2 separate regions of the Gossypium hirsutum genome follow, and region 2 is linked to region 1. Evidence: chromatin contacts called from public Hi-C data. All regions are on one chromosome and are shown on one strand. Each heading gives the region's core, a stretch centred on a gene start, on an enhancer-like site or on the middle of the called end of the contact. The rest is flanking DNA. Distances are from core to core; before and after follow the strand shown.

The links. A called contact is a pair of places that touch in the nucleus more often than the background predicts.
Region 2: a Hi-C map of leaf shows a contact between it and region 1, with 2.4 times the contacts expected there. The contact joins the promoter of LOC107910322 here to the enhancer-like site in region 1. A contact is called at or near these places in 3 of 34 Hi-C or Micro-C datasets (hypocotyl and leaf).

The regions. Positions count from the first base shown.
Region 1 is chrD02:16,719,955-16,723,601 of Gossypium_hirsutum_v2.1, reverse strand. No RefSeq gene overlaps it. Among protein-coding and RNA genes, the nearest start is that of LOC121214645, 26 kb to the right of the region's middle. Within about 2 kb of position 1,706, at least 7 of the 9 cell types and tissues checked have an H3K27ac peak or open chromatin away from gene starts, as enhancers often do. A contact at or near this core is called in leaf, where this site is marked.
Region 2 is chrD02:16,928,405-16,932,051 of Gossypium_hirsutum_v2.1, reverse strand. LOC107910322 (kinesin-like protein KIN-7N) reads left to right here and starts at 2,045. Exons shown (of 17, transcript XM_016838138.2): 1 at 2,045-2,268; 2 at 2,351-2,440; 3 at 2,537-2,655; 4 at 2,751-2,864; 5 at 2,949-3,030; 6 at 3,116-3,183; 7 at 3,265-3,342; 8 at 3,446-3,588. The coding sequence starts at 2,124.

The DNA.
Region 1 (3,647 bases), core at 457-2,956:
ATTTTTCCTCTTGATTTTCAGCCTTTTCTTCCTGAAAAATTCAAATCCAACTGAAAATGTTAAAAATTAGAAAGAAAAAATTTGATTTATCATTCTTCTATTAGAAAAGAATAAAAAAGACATAAAATTACAGGTTCATACAATCTTTTCTCTCAATATAAAAGTAAATTAGAAGATTAATTAGTACTATATGTGCAAGTTCCGTATGTTGGAATTTGTCTTCCCTTTTTATTATTGTCCTTTTATACATGTTCTGTGTTGGGATCTTAGGTGTTTTTTTTCTCAAGTTTTATCTCATATTCAAGCATTTTCTTGCTGGACACCATATTTTTACCAGATAGTTTGTATATTGATATTGATCTAATATGGAAACCTATATACCGATAAGTGTAATAAAGGGAATAAGATATACAAAATTCTTCATGAGAGACATTCAGTAATTTGTAGGACAAAATTTTCATAAGGACGGGAGGGTTATACTGTCCCGTAAATTACGATATTACACGTGACATAATTTCGAGTTCGAATATTAAAAAAATTATTATCAGGGGTGAGTAAAACTCAATTCGGTTTGAAAAAATTAATTTTTTTTTATTTTTGAGTTAATCGAATCGAGTTATCCATTTTTTTCAAATCAACTCGAATAAGTAATTTGAGTTTAGTTGAATTTTACAATTTAAATAACTCGAATAATTCAAATAACTCAAATAACATATTGGTATAAATACCATTTTGGTCCCAATCAATTTTGAAAATGAGCAAATTGGTCTCTCTCAACAATAACTACAAAATAATTCAAAATAATTTTAAAATTTAAAATATTTATAAAATTTCCAAAATTTATATTTAAAAAAAGATATAAAAATAAAAAATTCTAAAGAATATATAAAAAGTTAATTTTTCTAAAACAATAATTTTGGGACCTAAGTAAATAAATTAAAATTTTAAGTTTATCATACTAAAATATCTTCTTTTTTTTCTTATTTTGCTTTGAAAGAGTTTTCAAATATATATGACTTCAAATTTATGTGCTCTAACATGAAATTAGTTATTTTGTGTAATAAGATTTTAATTTGGCATGTTTAACTCGAACAATTTTACTCTATCCGATTCGACTCGAACTTCATTTCACCCGATTCAAAAATTTTCAAGTGGAGTTAGGATGATAAAATAGGACTCTTCAACTCAATTAACTTAAAATTTTTTCGCTCGATTCAATCAAACGTTCACCCCTAATTATGAGAAGAATTTAAGGAATGAATCAAATAAGAAATTTTATTGAAGGAATATGATATTGGAGAAGGAATTACATGAAAAGAAATATAAAAGTGAAAGTATGACAAAATGACCGAATCACAAATTTTGGAAAGTTTGAGCACTAAAGTGCAATTTGACCAAAATGTTAAAAATGTGAGTTGTTATTGATTATTTAAGAATAAGTTATATGCAATGGTATGATGGAAATCAATTTTGAGACTAAATAGGGAAAATTTGAAAGTAGAAGGATTAAATTGTAAATTTTCCACTGCAGAAACTGTTAAAAGGGCAAAGATGGGCAACGGTAATTTAATTAATTCTTGAGACTTTTATGATATTTAATTATGATATTTGATATTCAAAAGTATTTTGAATCGTTGAAACCTAGTATTGAAGAAAATTGACATCGAAAGATTGGGCTTAAACCTTGGGCCCATTTGTTAATCTTAAATGGGGAAAGAACCCCCCATCAACTTCATTTTCCTTCTTCTCTAACAGGCAGCAACCTCCCATGGTTGACCACCTTCTTTTTTATTTTCTTTGTCTTTTTCTCCATTTTCTCAAAAAAATTGTCACCTTCCACCTTGAGGTTTTGTCAAAATCTCCATGGAAACCACTTTCTAAGCTCAATTCCTTCAATTTCAATATAGGGTTTATGGATTCTAAAGATACAAATACCGATCATATAAATTCATTTATTCATCAAATTTTACTTTCCAAAGATGAATACCTAATTTATACTTGCGCCATGAAATTATAAACTATGATAGTCATTTAAAAGGAGATAAGATTACTATGTGACCTTTTCTATGGTTCTACTAATACAAATTTTGTAACGATGACAAAATAATTGTCAAGTTTTCCTTGAATGGTATATGAAATTTTACAACATTGTCACCTCAGTATCCATTATCCACCGTTAATTGTAAATTAAATGAAAAAGCAATTGTGATATACTAATAAAATATAATTAAAACATGGTGTTTGCAAAAGTATACATATATAGAGAGATTAACCAAAGCAAAATTAACATTCTGCCATCATGAATCATGAAAAAAAGGAGCTTCTAGCAATTTAAAAGGAAACCTACCATCTTCGAGGAATCTCCCTGAGTGGGATTGTTGAATGTTCCCATTAGATGAAATGCAACAAATCAATATCTATTCAACTGAAAAGGCTTCAAATTTCTTTTAATCACACTTCACCACTCACCTCTACATTCATTCAACAATGGACAAATTCTACATAACATAACTGCATAATCCACATAAAACCTGACCACAATTTGCAGATGTTGAACAAGATAACAATGTTATGTATTATGACAAATGTAAATTTTTGTTCTTTTCTAACTAGTACCAAAATGCTGTTTGCAGTAGACAACTTAAGGACAAAGCTAACAACAATCATAAGAAATTAAAATTTTGAGTTAATCTAAACTAACCAATGACGAAAATGAGGTCTAAATGCAGACCCACTGGTCAACTCAGGAACTAGCCAGTACACTGATTCGGAGAACCGCTATTGAATTGCCAACCCCGAAACGTATACAACGGTAAGCGGGTTTATATGATTTTTGCTCCAATTTTTTTCGACCAACCAACCAACCCAAAGAAAAAAATTTAACACCTAACCCAAAATAAGTTGTGATTCTTCATTTCTCTTTCTCCTATTTTCTTAGATTATCGTTATCCTTTCCCTTTTCAACCCAAGAGACCATCATTTTTTTCTTCTTGACGCAAACTCTCAATGGAAGATTGATTGGATAACGAGAGTGACCCAAAAATAAGGGAGAGGGGAAGAGAAATGAAGAAAAGAAATTAAAAATTAAAAAAATGGAGATAAAAAGAAAAGAGTAAACAGGGATATGATAGAACAGATCAACAAAAAGTAAAGAAAGAAGTGGGAAAATTAGAAAAATATATATATAAAGGAGAGAGGAAGAGAAAGATAGAAATTGATAATTTTAAACTGGGTTGGAACTTGGAAAATTAAAGGAGATTGATTGATATGTATGGGAGCTTGAGAAATTAAAGAATATATTGTAGACATTGAATTCTGTTCTGGGATCATAATTTAGATTCAGGCTTCGAATTGGCTATTTGGACTAGATTTTCTTGATATGATTATTTTAATTTTAAAGTTAAACTGTTGTCCATTTAATTTTAAAATTAAGGGGCACCTTTATTTTTTTTTTAATTTCGAAATTTAAGTTAATGTGAGTTAGGATTCACAATTAAATTAAAAATTAATTTTACTTAAATAATAATAATTAATTTGAGATTTTCAACATGAGGTGGGTGGATATTTGGATGGTCTGTTATTGAAAAATAATAATAAATCAAAATTTTGTTCAAAATTAAATTTTATTTTGATAAAATTAATAATAA
Region 2 (3,647 bases), core at 796-3,295, 210 kb before region 1:
CATTAATAACTGCCACATTCAGGTCGGGTCAAACACCACAGCATGAGGCCGAAAAAGGTAAGAATCGATGTCTTTAGGTTGTTGCTCAGAATGAGTTTATTGCGTTTGAGGTTATGCTTGAGGGCGGGGCATAATTGGGGATACATAGGTGAGGATGAGAGCTTGGAGACCAATAGGTGGAAGGTTATGCTATTAGCTTCGCAATTGATTCCTAGTTTAATAGCACGATGATGGAGGATGTAGAAATCAAGAAGTTATAAGTAAGGGTGGTTGATGCCAATAATTGTGATTAAAGGTAGTGCCCAGCACTCAACAAATTTAGCAAGAACTGGGTAATAAGGTCAAACGTATAATAAATAAATTATTATATATAAAATAAAACTAAAAACAAGAAAAAAAATATTTTACTTATTAAATTATTACTTAATAAAAAAAATACATGTTAGAATAGAAGAAAAATGAGTATTTATTTATAATTTTGTATCATTTTATTGAAAATGAATTTTTAAATATTTTATTTTTATTTTTAAATTTTTAAGAATTAAGACTAAATTGGCAGAATGTGTAGAGTTGAAGGATAAATCTGTTGAATTTTTTAGAATTAGGATCAAATTGATAGAACTTATAAACATTATAGGGCTAAATTTGTTATTATGTCTATAAACATACTATGTCAATATTATGTTAGTGATTTAATGGAGGAGTGACTAAAATATTAAATTTCGATAATGTTAGTGACTAAAATAAAAGTAAAATTTGAATGACCAAAACAAAAATAAACTAATAATTGAGTAACAATCTATATAGTTTACCCTAAAAAATCAATTAAATAATGTAAGCCGAAGGCTTCATTGGCAAGAAAAATGATACTTAAGGATTCAAAGCCCTGTTCGTTTTCCTATGTCTCTTCTCCAATCTGGAATGAATTCATTAATAACAGAAGTTTGGCATTAACATGTTTAGTTAACGTTTGTTATAACCGAAGTAGACCTATCAAAATATAATAAGAAGTTGTCAAATATTAATGAAAAAAAGGTTCTTTGATTACCTCTATACTTTAATAAATCTTTTAATGTGTATCTATTATATTTCTTAGGGTCGATTCCAATGCTATCTCTCAAATCTTAACTGTGACGGAGCTAGGGTCATGGAAAAGCACATATTCTGAATAGAGGAGATTTTATGGTGGACGGTAGAGATAGGAACTTCTTTCAATTTTAAGGTTTCAACCGTAGATTTGGGGGATTCAAAGCTGTTTTTGGGGAAAAGAAGGTTTAAATAGGGTAGAGCAATTTTCAGTTAAAATAAAAAAAAATCGGCTACACTAGTTCTTTGATAAGGGTTATGGGATGATGGCCACAGGCTCGCCGATACTAGTTTTTGTGATGAAGAGAGAAAGCAAAGGAAGCGGTAAATCTTTCGGTCCCTTTTTCGACTTGAATGAAGGACGGACGGTGGCTAAACAATGACGTAAAGGCAGAGGCTAGGGATTATCGTGAAAGAAAATAAAAATTGTTATTACTTTTAATTTAATTTAATTGCTTTAATAAAATATTTTTCATCTTTTTTTTTTGTTAAAAATAGATATGCTAATTTTGGCATTTTTCATAGATTCTTTGATATAATTTTTTTTCAAGTCCTTAGACTTGATTGATTAACCATTTTTCTAACCAAAAAAAAATGCCAAGCCATGTGGCAATATAAAATTTATCCACGTGTCACTCTAGTTAGAATTAACTTTGTTTTTGAAAGTAGAAATATCGAGAAATTTTATCATTATCCATTTTAAATATTTAATTTTGATCGAACTTTCTTCCACAATTATGTTGTATTCTATACCATTAAGAACTACAAAAGTGGAAAGTATCTAAGCTGGCCCTTGGAAATTACATGGGCTTCTCGTAAGGTTGATACAATCATCCAACTGAGGCATGTGGGCTATTCTCTTGCCCAAAGAAACTGGGCCAGTAGACATGTTCTTTAGGGTCCGAGTACCCATCCAATCCTCCATTTTAAGGGCATTTCCGTCAATCCAAAACATTCAAATACAAATTCCCCCGTTTTCACAATGCATAAAGATCCCGCCTTAGCTCTCGCTCTGCAACTCAACGTTTAAAAAGAAAATGGAGAAGATCTGCGTAGCAGTGAGAGTAAGACCTCCAATTTGCCATGAAAATTCTTCTTCAAATTTCTGGGGAGTCGATGATAATCAAATCTCTCTTCACAAGCTCCACGGCAGCCCAATTTCCGGCGTTTCTTACACTTTCGGTAAATTTTCATTTCCCAAATCCTTTTTACCTTCCCAATTCCAATTCTCATTCCTTGAAGTGTTTTTTTTTTTTGTTTCTAGATCATGTCTTCGATGAGAATTGCTCGAATTCAGATATTTACGAGCTTCTTACTAAGGATATTATTCATGCTGCTGTCGACGGCTTTAACGGTTTACATTTTATCCCCTTTTTTAGCCCTAATTTTGATGATCTGGTATAAAAATTGATTAATTTGTATATGATTTACAATTTTATTTATGTTTTAGGAACGGCTTTTGCATACGGGCAAACAAGCAGCGGCAAGACCTTCACTATGAACGGTTCATCTAACGATCCCGGAATTATTCATCGAGCAGTTAACGATATATTTCAGAAAATAAATATGGTAATTTAACGAAATTTGGTTCTTTCCCGAAGCAGTTAACGATATATTTTAGAAGCTTTGGCTTTGATTTTCTTGTTGTTGAATTGAATTCCCAGATTTCTGATCGAGAGTTTCTCATCCGAGTTTCCTACATGGAAATTTACAATGAAGAAATTAACGACCTTTTTGCTGTAGAGAATCAGAAATTGCAGATTCATGAGAATTTAGAGGTCAGCCATTGATTAAACTTTGATGCAGTATCAAATGTGTACCATAATGCTCAAAACTAACTGATTTTTTCTTGTTTGTTTTAGCGTGGGATTTTCGTTGCGGGTCTTAGGGAGGAAATTGTGAACAATGCTGAACAAGTGATGAAGCTCCTGGAGTCTGGAGAAGGTCCTTTAAACTTCTTATTTTTGCCATTGGTTTAACTGGGTAGTTGTTTATTTTTAATAATTTGTTTAAATCATTTTCCTTACAGTTAATAGGCATTTTGGTGAGACAAATATGAATGCACGAAGTAGTAGGTCTCATACAATATTCAGAGTGGTATGGTCTTTTAACATATTGTTGAACATGAATATTACTATTTTACTTTTAATATTCGTTGTATTTATTTTACATTACTAGGTGATAGAAAGCAAGGGAAAGGATACGGGCTCTTTTGGTGATTATTCAATCAGTGATGCCATACGCGTCTCAGTTTTGGTATGTACCTTATATTACTATAGACTTTCCCCCCTTTTATCTAGTTTATACCTTGTCCCATTAGTTTTATGAATGTTATTTTAATTCCTTTAATTGAAAGCAGAATTTGGTTGATTTGGCTGGTTCTGAGCGGATTGCTAAGACTGGAACTGGTGGAGTACGTTTGAAGGAAGGAAAGTATATTAACAAGAGCTTAATGGTTCTTGGTAATGTAATTAACAAACTTAGTGATAGTGCAAAACGAAGGTACTTGTTTTGCTTATCCTGTGAGAAGTAACTTATCTGTATCGAATAACTATGTTCTA